Linked DNA regions of Mus musculus: region 2 is linked to region 1. Evidence: chromatin contacts called from public HiChIP or PLAC-seq data. All regions are on one chromosome and are shown on one strand. The core of a region is the stretch at or near the end of the contact, and the rest is flanking DNA. Distances in the headings are between cores, read along the strand shown.

Region 1 (5,764 bases), core at 1,416-3,915:
CCAAAAGGAATAAGTGTTCCATTTTCGCCACACCCAAGACAACATTGGCTGTTATTTGTATTCCTGATAACAGCCCTTCTGACTGGGGTGGGTGAAATCGTAAAGTACTTTTAATTTTCATTTCTCCAATGGCTAAGTATAACTGACAAATACATTTAAGAAAACAAGATACAGAATTAGCACACAAAGTTTAGTAGCATTTCTATATACTAATAGAAGACTAAAAAGGAAATAAGATAAACAATCCCATTCATAATATATACAAAAATTTTAAATGCCTGGGAATAAGCCTAAAGACATCACAATGAAAACTTTCTTTTTCTTCCTTTCTTTTTTTTATTAGATATTTTCTTTATTTACATTTTAAATGTTATCCCCTTTCCTAGTTTCCTCTCTGAAAATCCCCTATCCCCTCCCCCCTCGCCCTGCTCCCGAACCCACCCACTCCTGCTTTCTGGCCCTGACATTCCCCTATACTGGGGCATAGAACCTTCACAAGACCAAGAGCCTCTACTCCCATTGATGGCTGACTCGACCATCCTCTACTACATATGCAGCTAGAGACACGAGTCCCACCATGTGTTTTCTTTGATTGGTGCTTTAGTCTCAGGGAGCTCTGGGGGTACTGGTTAGTTCATATTGTTGTTCCTCCTAGGGGACTGAAAACCCCTTCAGCTCCTTGGGTACTTTCTCTAGCTCCTTCATTGGGGACCTTGTGCTCTGTCCAATGGATGACTGTGAGCATCCACTTCGGTATTTGTCAGGCACTGGCAGAGACTCTCAGGAGACAGCTATATCAGGCTCCTGTCAGCAAAATCTTGTTGGCATCTGCAATAGTGTCTGGGTTTGGTGGTTGTTTTGGGGATAGATCCCCAGGTGGTGCAGTCTTTGGATGGTCATTCCTTCAGTCTCTGCTCTGAACTTTGTCTCTGTAACTCCTTCTATGACTATTTTGTTCCCCTTGCAAGAAATAAATTAAGAACTGAAGAAATAAACTAAGGATGACACTGGAAAAAAACAAAAACAGTCCATGATTATGAATTGGAAGAATTAATTTTGTGTAAAGGCCATTCTACCAAAAACAATCTATAGATTCAACCCAATCCCAATCAAAATCCCGATGTCATTGATCACAAACAATACAAAACAAGCAAATAAAAACCACCCAAATATTTATATGGAGGCAGAAAACACCAAGGCTAACCTAACCTATTTTGAACAGAAAGAGTAGTGCAGAAGATATCACTACACATGATTTCAAATGATATTATGGAGCTGTAATAATAAAAAAACAGCATGTGATTGGCATGAACCAGGCACATACATCAAGGACTCAGATATAGGTCTACATGACTACAATTACCCGATTTTTTTTTTTACTAAGATATAAAGCACACACACTCGAAAAAGATAGCATCTTCAACAAGTTGTTCCAGGAAACTGGATTTCAGCATGCAATGAAAAAATAAATAAATACATAAATACATAAATAAATAAATCTTCCTCTCTCATTCTACACAAAACTCAACTTCAAATGGATCAAGAACTCCAATGTGAGATCTCATACCCTGAACCTGCCAGATGAGAAATTAGGGTGCGTAACTCAAACTATAGGCACAGATAAGGACTTTATGAATAAGATTCTGGTAGAATGGGAAATAAGACCAGCCATCAACAAAGGGGATCATAATAAGCTAAAATCAACCAGTGCAGGAAGAAAACTGTGAAGTCAATGAATAGAATGAACATGAGAAAATCTTTGTCGAGCCTTCACCTGAGAAAAGATCTTTGCCAAAAATATACAAAGACTTCAAAAATAAAGATTAAAAATATAAGTAATCATTACGTAGGAGATAGAGATGTGCTGATAGATTTATTAAGATTAGAAGAAGAGAGAAGGTGGAAGTAACTAAGGTATGGGCTTCACAAAGTAAAGCGTCTAGGAATGGGTTTAAAGTCTGGCTCAAAAGACAGAAGAAAAAGAATCAGCCCCATGCAGACTTAGCTTTTTTCCTGCTATACATTTCCATCATGCCTCACATTTCACCCCTGGTGTGTACCTGTAGCTTTTCGCTACACATCAAGCAGGCTGTGCTGTAATAGAGAACATTGGTTGGATGTTCCCTAGTTCAATTCAGTGGTGAAACTACATAATTCAAGTTAGCACTAGATTCCCCAAGCTCAGGGCTCAGTCCCTATGACTGACCCTCTTCTCAGTTGAAAATGCAAAGGCCAGGGCTGGTTTTACTTGTTTTCCCTGTGGCACTGTGCCCCCTAAACTAATTTTTTTTAATGCCATGTAAGCCATTTACCCAAAATATGCTCACGAGAGCTTTCCATTTTCTACATGCCCTGAATGTGGGTTTTTCTCCCCCTGCCTCCCTTCTCTCTTACATATAAATCTTCCTTAGGCCCTCCCTTGGTTAAAAAATATTGATCTCTTTATGTACACCTAAATCATGTGCCGATAACTCACCGAATTTCTCATCATAATTCTATGACACCACCCAGGTAAAATTGTGTGCTAAAGATTCACAGGAATCATAGGATTCTAGAACAGACAGTGTTTCCATCCTCCAAGATCAGACAGTAAAGACTAGCAGCCATAGTCAATCTCTTGCTCTCAAGAGATTTCTGTTTCATTTCACGAAGATGCCTGGCTTTGTTCATAAAAAGACATACTCAGAAGCTGGCATGGTGGCAGGAAATGATAACACATTTTAGACCACAGCCAGCATTTCCAAAATAAAACACCAGTTGCTAATAAAAGCACATGAAAGATAACTGGATCTCAGAAGGGGTTTTCTGATAACCAGCCCCCACTCCTGAGATTCTATGCAGTCCTGTCGTGTTAGCTCAAAAAATGTTTCAGGAAGGGAAGGTTGGATGCTGGAGAGATAACTCAGTGATTCAGAGCACTTGCTTCTCTTGCAGGTTCTGGGTTCAGTTCCCTGCACCCATGTCAAGTGGATCACAACCTTCATTAATTCCAGCTCCAGGGCATCTGACACTTTCAGCCTCCATGGGCACCTGCACTCAAGTTCACATGGCCACATATAGGCACACACTCCACACAAAAATAAAATGAAACATTTAAACAAACGAAGTGGTACATCTTGCCCCAGAGTCTAACCATAGAGAAGCCACTACTGTAAAATGCAACTGGTCAAAATGCAGAGAACAAGTGGCCAGATGGTCATGTGCCCATGTGGTCATGTACCTGTGTGGTCACATGCCCAGCCCCATGAATTCAGTTATAACATAACTACTGCACCCAAGATTCAGGAAAAACAGAGAAGAAGGCAGAGAAGGAAGACTCCGTAAGATCCAGGGAAGCAAGATATCTGCATCAGATTTCCTCTCATTGAAATGTCAGGGAAAGCATACCTATGAAGTCTCAACAACATGGCTGCCAAGGATAAAACCAAGCAGCATGTGAACATGGAGGAAAAAAAGCTCATGGGCCCAGCCCTACACAAAGAATTGCAGGCAAATACGAAATATTGAGAGCAAGAGAAAATAGCCTTTTTTCAGGGAAGATCCACACAACACCAAGTGGTCAGCCCTGAAATCATATACATATAAGTTACAATGTGCACTCACACACATATATACACATAAGCATGCAAGCATGTGTGTGTGTGCGCACACACATATAACATGCACACATGTACTAAATAAGAGAGGCCAGAGGCTATGAATTTGAAATAAAGCAAGATAAAATGAATTAGAAGAAGAAAATGTTAAATGATATAATCAAATTTCTATTTAAAATATTTAAAATTAGAAATTAAAAACAAATCAGAAGCAGGCATGGCTACATGCATCTTTAATTCCAGCAGTCAGGAGGCAGAGGCAGATGAATATCTGTGAACTAGAGACCAAGCCTACTCTACACAGTGAGTTCCCAGACAGCTGTGGCTACCAAGTGAGATCCCAGCTATAAACAAACAAATAATAAACAAACAAGAAACTAAAATCCACCAAATACAAATATTCTAGTACTCTGTTAAAATTGCTTACTAGGTAAACATACATGCTGCAAAGACTGATGGCCTGAGTTTAATCTCTGAGATCCACACGACAGAAGAAAATACCTACTCCCATAAGTTATTCTCTGACCTATTCACTTGTGCCACAGTATACACACACACACACACACACACACACACACACACACACACCACTCATAGGAACACACAATACGATAAATAAAATCAGTCTTAGCCCAAGTCATGCATGCAGTACACTGGCTGAGTTTGGTATGCTCACCTGACCCTAGCCTGGATACACATTCTGTGCTCTGATACTGTCTGGTGAGTCCTCCTGGCCCTAGCTCATCTCTACTCTCCTCAGGCTCCAAACCTAGCATAGGTGCCATATCCTGGGCTCTGCTCTAGCCTGGTGAGTCCTGCCTGCACTGTTTGTTCCCTACATCTTGGCTTAGCTCAGACAACACATCCTGATAACTGGTCCAATTTGGTGAGTTTCTTGAATCCTAACCTGTCTGCACCATATCTCCCCTCCTGGCTTCATCTGAGACACAGATTTGTGCCTAGGCTAGTGTGTCCCTGAAGCTTCCCTGCCTGTGCTATCTCCAATTCTTAGGCTTAGCCTCAGAATCATACTATTGACTGACCTCATCTGGTGAGCACATATCTTCTTACTTTTCTATTGCTATGATAAAACACTACGACCAAGGCAACTTAAAAAGAAAGCACTTAATTTCAGTTTGCAGTATCAGAGGGTTAGAGTCCAAAGAGGTAGAGCTGAAAGCATACATCTTGATATAAAAGTTAGAGGCAGAAAGAGAGAGAGACTGGGAATAGCACACGGTTTATTTTGTTTTGTTTTGTTTTGTTTTTTGGGGTTTTTTTTTTGTATTTTTTTTTGTTTTTAGATATTTTCTTCATTTACATTTCAAATGCTATCCAGAAAGTCCCCTATACCCTTTCCCCTGCCCTGCTCCCCTACTCACCCACTCCCACTTCTTGGCCCTGGTGTTCCCCTGTACTGGGGCATATAAAGTTTGCAAGACCAAGGGGCCTCTCTTCCCAGTGATAGCCAGCTAGGCCATCTTCTGTTACATATGCAGCTAGAGACATGAGCTCTGGAGGTAATGGTTAGTTCATATTGTTATTCCACCTATAGGGTTGCAGACTCCTTCAGCTCCTTGGGTACTTTCTCTAACTTCTCCACTGGGGGCCCTGTGTTCCATCCAATAGCTGTGAGCATCCACTTCTGTATTTGCCAGGCACTGGCGTAGCCTTACACGTTACAGAGACAAAGTTTGGAGCTAAGACAAAAGTATGGACCATGCAGAGACTGCCCCACCCAGGGATCCATCCCATAATCAGTCACCAAACACAGACACTATTGCATATGCCAGCAAGATTTTTCTGACAAGGTTTTTCTTTTTATCCTAAACCCCAGTACATGCCTCTTCAGACACGGCCACATCCCTGATCATCCCCAAATAGTTCCACTAACTGGAGATCAAGTATTCAAACATATGAGTCTATGGGGGTTGTTCCCATTTAAACCACAACAATGACCAAGAGCCCTGACCCATGACACCATACTCACACTCCAGAGTCAAGGATAGCTTGCACATAATAGCAAGTGTGCAAACTTATGCAGACCAAACAAACTTGGGCAATAATAAAAACAGAACCAGAACTTCCACTCAACAGAAGCATGCTAGAATCTCATGTCAGACACACAGCCAGTGAAATAGATTCATATGCCTATGTCTCATCACAAA
Region 2 (6,046 bases), core at 814-3,313, 200 kb after region 1:
CTGTCTTAAAGTATTTTTTTTCCAAATGACTTTACGGTTAGTAAATGTTCCTTTTGTTTATATGAAACTCCATGGCAACTAAGAACATCTCTGCCTTTCACCTAGTATCATGAATACAAAGACGCCGTCAACATTTGTTAAATGCAGCTCTTACTTTTTTTGTTTGACTTTGAACAACAACAACAAAAAAAATGTCTTGAGACTATTTCCTGGTTGATGACTTGAAAAGACTGAGTGAGTCTATGATACGATATCTCCAGAGTCCAGGAATATTTTGTTTTTAGATCAAGGAAATGCCCCAGAGCATCGAGTGGGAATTGCTCCCCTTCAGGGCTCACCAGAGGAGCAGAAGCTTAAGACAATAAAATAAGCGTGAAATAAGAATGCACCTGGCTCCAGTGGTCCAGGCCTGCACACCCTGCTATTTGGAGGGATGAAGCGAGAGAACAGTAGGTTGAAGGCTTAAGTTGCCCAAGCAACTTAGCAAAGCCATCTCAAACTTAAAGAAAGACAAAAAATTGTAAGAGCTGGGAACTGCTCGGTTGCAGACACTTTCCTAGCAGGAGTGACAACCTAGCCTCAGTCCCCAGCACCAACAAAATGAAACAAGAAATTAATATTCCTTCGGCTGTGTTCCTTCCAAAGTACTATATTTAAGAGGATTAAAAAGAGAAGCCAGCGGTGCTGCTCCTCTCTTAGAAAATGCCCTTTAATGACTCAGGGCAACTCCTAGCTCCAGCTGGAAGTCCTCACACTCAACCCTGGAAGTCAGCGAGGTTTAACTGAGCAAACCTTACACTCTCTCGCAGCCTGCATTCCTTCGCTGTAAAGTCGATCCACAGGGAGATTTGAATCAAGCTACGTGTCCAGCCGGACCCCTCCACACAGAAGGCCTCACTCAGTCTTAGCTTCCATGGGGTGGACAGTGTCAAAATCCCAATTACTGAGAAGTTGTGTAAGTGGTGATTTTTTTCCAGAAAAGCCCCCACAGCGTGGCTGGGCACTATTTATGGCTACACCATTTCAAATTTTCTCCTCTGGCTCCTCTGGAGATTCTGAGAGTTTCCTGATATCCTCTAAAAATTCCCATTTGCTACTTAGGTAAGTTAGAGTGGATTCCACTGTCTGCAACGTGGGGCCATTGCTGTCCTTCCTGAGGTCACATTTCACAGACCCTTCACTAAAAAAAAGGAAAGCTTTATGGGAAAGGAGATTGTATGGAGCTACACAGTGAGGCTCCCCCTGAACTCTAATAGGATTTCATGTTCTGCCCTCCTCAGTATATGTGTCAAGGATCTTCTATGGTCAACAGAAGCTCTTTACAAACAATGGCTACCTGATGCAGTCCATGGGAAAAAGGCCCAGCAGGATCCTAGGCAGGTCCTCTCAATTCCCCAAGGTGCTTCAAGGGCGAAATGAAGATATGGCTGCTCCAAGGTATGGTTGAGGAGAAGGTATTTATCGTAGATGTGAGGAAGAGTACAGCCAGAGGCACCTGCAAGAGTCCAGAGCACGGAGAGAAAGCAGTAGACAGAAAACATGGCCAGCAGATTGGACCAGGCCATGGGGTCTAGGAGGGGAGGGCAGAGAACAAGAAAAGAAGACCAAGGACAACAGAACCAATGGAACCTGTGGCTGAAATGCCAGGGTTATATAAGGGAGAAAGCTTGAGAAGGGAAGGGGAGTCTATGGGTTGGAGAGGTTCAGGGTACTAAACAGAGCAAGGAGAGCTAAGAGAAGCCACAGGTAATGGGTGATCCTGGGGGCCAGCATCTGCTTTGTGGTATGCTAACAGGCACCATGGCTAGCCAATTGACCTGAGTTGCTTTGGAACCCGACAATTCCCTGGCCTGGGAAATGGAAGGCTAATACACAACCTAGAAGATGATGTGAGGTTTAACAACAACAACAACAATATTGTGCAGAACTCTGGCCAGCTACAAATCTAAAAACCCACATGGGATCTAGCTCCACCAGGGACTAGATCATGGATTCCTCCCCCAGGGCAGTAAGTGATCTGGCTTCTCAGAGTAGGGCCCAGCCAAAATAGGAGGAATATCACCCTCTGCTGGACAAGCTCTCTAACAACTTCATTGACCTGAGACACAGAAACAGTCTAAAAGAGAGGTCCATGACCAAGGTCACACCAAGAACAAATGTTAGAGCCAGGGCCAGATCTCAGTCTCATGAACCCCTCCACATAGAACACCAAACCTTCCCCTCACTGTGGGGTCCTGCTCACATGCTCCTGACTCCTTGATACAGCTCAAGGACACTATCAGCCATAGCACTGGAGCTAAATTCCAGCCAAAACCGGGTAATTCCCCACCCAGTTGTAACTGGCAAAAAAGTAACCCTTCTTCTCAGCAGAATGTACTGTGTTAGTGTTGTGGTTTTCATACTAACAAACTGCTATAACTATGGCAACTTCTTGGAAACATGGATGCAGTCCCAAGCATAACTGGAGAGTTCTCAGAGAAAGGAATAACAGAGTGCCCAACTTCCCCAGGAACTAGAGAAAGATCCTTGAATTCACACATCGATCTCTGCCCTTGAAGATAAGTCCAAAGGGTTTCAAAGCAAATCCCCTTCATGCACAAGTGAACTACATCAATTGGAACAAAGTTTACTTAAGACATCTGACAGTCCCATTTTGCCATATTAATTAAAGTCAGAGAGATGGGAAATGTGGTGGGTCTTTACAATAGGGACAGAGTGCTCCTTTTGATTTTTTTTTTAATATCTGGTCTCTTCAAACGGAAATCATAGGAAAGAATACATCCCACATGGCAGACGGTAAGCTCTGTCCTCAGGAAAAAACATGGGGTGAGGGGGATGTAAAGTCATCTGTGTGTTTGTTCAACCTGAGTTAATATATTACAATGTTCACAGACACTGAGACATCAGGGCCACAAATATATACAAATCTGTTTTCCATAGCAACAAAGAGAGGGAGGAAGGGAAAAAAGAAGGGAGGATCTTGAGTTGGTCACCAGACGTAGCTTTCTAGATAATGGGGCATCTAGTAGACTCGGTCAGCTTTGCAGGGTTATTGTAAGAGTCTAATTGACTCCATGAGAACACCATGTTCGTGTCATTTACTCCCCTCCCCTCTGTGATGGGTCACAGAATCATTCATCCTCGACAGGAGCCTGGATGTTGGCCTGCTTCAATGATCTACTCTGTTAGCAGGCACTCAACAACACCAGTAGCTAATACTGAGTATTTACAGTAGTGCTCTTTGAAGAGGTTTGCACGGGTTAACGGTCATAAGAACCCTGTGAGGAAGGCTCTCCTCACTGTCCCCAGTTTGCAAGTGAAATAACTTGAGGCTGAGGAACTTAAGTAATCCATTCAAGGTCACACTCATGAATATTTGAACTCAAGCCCACTCAACTGCACATACCCCATTCTTTTTTTCTGTTTATGAGATTATATTATAACTAAAACATTTCTCTCTTCCCTTTCCTCCTTCCAACCCTCCCACATGCCCCTCCCTTCTCTCTTTCAAATGCCGCGTGAATACACTTCTTATAGTCCAGCCAGAGAGTTAAAAAAAAAAAAAAAAAAAAGATCACAGAGGGCTCAGTGTGAGTGTGAGTCCAGGGCTGTGTCCTCACAAATGCACATCAGTCAAAACTTTATGGTTATTGCAGCCATTGATGTCATCGCTCTGCTTCCAACAACAAAGATGTGCGTGCTCCATCAAAGTCCAGTGGAAGGCAGCACTTATCAGGGCCAGGTTTGCTGTCTCTTCACTCTGGAGTGAAGAAAACAGGCTAATTTGTGAGGAGTAGGGAAGTTAGAATAGGGTGTGACTGGACTACTGAGCTCTGCGATAGAATAGGGTGTGACTGGAGTACTGAACTCTGTGATAGAATAGGGTATGACTGGAGTACTGAGCTCTGCGATAGAATAGGGTGTGACTGGAGTACTGAGCTCTGCGATAGAATAGGGTGTAACAGGAGTACTGAGCTCTGCGATAGAATAGGGTGTGACAGGAGTACTGAGCTTTGCTTTAGAATCACTTGTTCTCAGCTTCATTCTCCTTAACTTGGGAAATACAGATAGCAAGATCCACATTGCATGGATTGATACAAAAAATAAACTCAGACTCCTAGCAGAGTGGCCCATGGTGTTTAGTGGGCTTTTAATCCCACTGTGAGGAATGTGGAAACAGGTGGAAAACTGAGGCCCACTAGCCAGATGACCTGTTGTACTTGAAAAGATCCAAGCCATTGAGATGTTGCCTCCCATATCAAGGTGGAATGCACCTGGGTAAATCCCAGGTCTGACAGACCTCCGATCTTCATAGGAACTCACAGAAACACACATACATGAGCACGCACACATGCGAAGAAATAGTAGCGATTCTTGGAGAGTCAGCCTCTTGAATGCAGATTTCCTTTCCTCCTATGCCATCCACAGCAGCAAGGGTAGGAGCAGACCAAGGAGAGGAGGGTACCAACCATGCCCTCAGCACCAGATGGGGAGACATGAGTTGGCTTTGGATCGATGCCCAGTTCTGTTGTTCAGATTTCTTAATGTTGCTGAGTCTCCATTTCTTCCCCATTAATGGAAGGGATACGTCCTTATGTTTTCTACATCCCCACATAGCTTCTTGTCTGGTTAAGAAGCCAGGATACAAACTCTCTAAGATTATGAAACCTAAATAAGAATTTTTAAAAACAGTTCAATGAAAGCTGCAGAGTTAAAGATTCCCAGGACACCTTTATTTTAAGAAATTAATTGCAGGAACTTGTTATTTTGTACAATGAAATATTAGCCTTCTGGAATGCCCTAAGGTTTAATTGTTCCGTACCAAGAAAACAATTCACTTGTTTAATTCGAAGCAAGCAGAATGTTTTCAACCACACATTACACGTGTGCACCTTCCTTACAGTTTTAAAAACGTTAGCAAGAGTCACAGCTGCTTCCCAGAGGAGTGTATGTGAGAATAGCCTAAGTAATATTGTCGAGAATACACAGAGAAACTAAGCGCCTACTACCAGACACTAAACACACACCGTGCGACATTTACACAGTGGACTACCGTTTGGCAGAGGAAATGAAATATAACTATAGCAACAGGAATAAACCCTAGGAGTGCGGGTGGAAAGGAACTTACAAAATGGTTGTGTAAGCACACCGCTGTGATGAAGGTCAAAGGCAAGCTCCATAAGTCGGAAGTTGCTTGTGGGGCGCGAAGAGAAGGAAGAACGGCTGTTTCATGTTTTTGAGACAGAGTCCTGCTGGGTATCCCTGGCTAGCCTGGAACTTGCTACATAGACCTAGCCTTGAACTTGAGCAAGAATCTTCTTAGTTCTCCCTCACATATGAAAGCTGGGATTCCAGGTGTATGCCTCCACATCTGATGTTTGTTTGTTTGTGGATTTGCTTTTAGATTTTAACACAGTGGTTTCCAGTGTAAGTGGTGAAGGCACAAAATAAGAAGTAGCACATGGATCGATACAAAGTATTGGGATCAATGTATGTACATTTACAGATACATACATACATATATATATGTTATATATTATATGTATGTATATGTATATGTATACGTATATATATACATATATTACATATAGTAGTGTTACATAATATCATTGAACTTGACATCTGATTTCCTTACTCTTGGTCCTGGACTGTTGTTTTCTTAGGCAGTTTTTCTTCCCTGTATGAATTGTAAATCAATTTCATAACTCAGTTACCAACTTTAAAATGGTATAGTAAAGGCCTAAGAGCAAAAGCTGTAAACTTAATTACAGGAAGAAAGTAATCAGGGCTTCAGGTCAGGTGACAGAGGGTGTAGACCATAACATCCCAGGACACAGGGATGCTGGGATGGCACTCAGGACAAGTGAGAGATTTGTATTTTTCCATCTTCCAAAGCGGCAGAAACTTAGTTTCTGACGTGTGATGTACTCTCCAGGGTCAAAAGCCAGCTAGATGGCAATCTCTGGAAGAGTTTGCTCCAACTAGCAAACCAACACCTGGCTGGATTTCACAACCAAACATTATTCAAGAGCATGGTGTCGGCAGG

The links. HiChIP or PLAC-seq counts read pairs in DNA pulled down with a chosen protein or histone mark.
Region 2: a BATF HiChIP or PLAC-seq map of CD8 T cells shows a contact between it and region 1, with 5 read pairs. The contact joins two enhancer-like sites. A contact is called at or near these places in 1 of 15 datasets of contacts at CTCF or cohesin (CD8 T cells), 2 of 484 Hi-C or Micro-C datasets (bone marrow-derived macrophages and nephron progenitors) and 1 of 115 datasets of contacts at active chromatin or transcription factors (CD8 T cells).

Annotation. Positions count from the first base shown.
Region 1 is chr4:63,883,287-63,889,050 of GRCm38.p6, reverse strand. No RefSeq gene overlaps it. Among named protein-coding and RNA genes, the nearest start is that of Tnfsf8, 25 kb to the right of the region's middle. Within about 2 kb of position 2,665, at least 6 of the 459 cell types and tissues checked have an H3K27ac peak or open chromatin away from gene starts, as enhancers often do. A contact at or near this core is called in CD8 T cells, where this site is marked.
Region 2 is chr4:63,682,373-63,688,418 of GRCm38.p6, reverse strand. No RefSeq gene overlaps it. Among named protein-coding and RNA genes, the nearest start is that of Gm42294, 11 kb to the left of the region's middle. Within about 2 kb of position 2,063, at least 15 of the 459 cell types and tissues checked have an H3K27ac peak or open chromatin away from gene starts, as enhancers often do. A contact at or near this core is called in CD8 T cells, where this site is marked.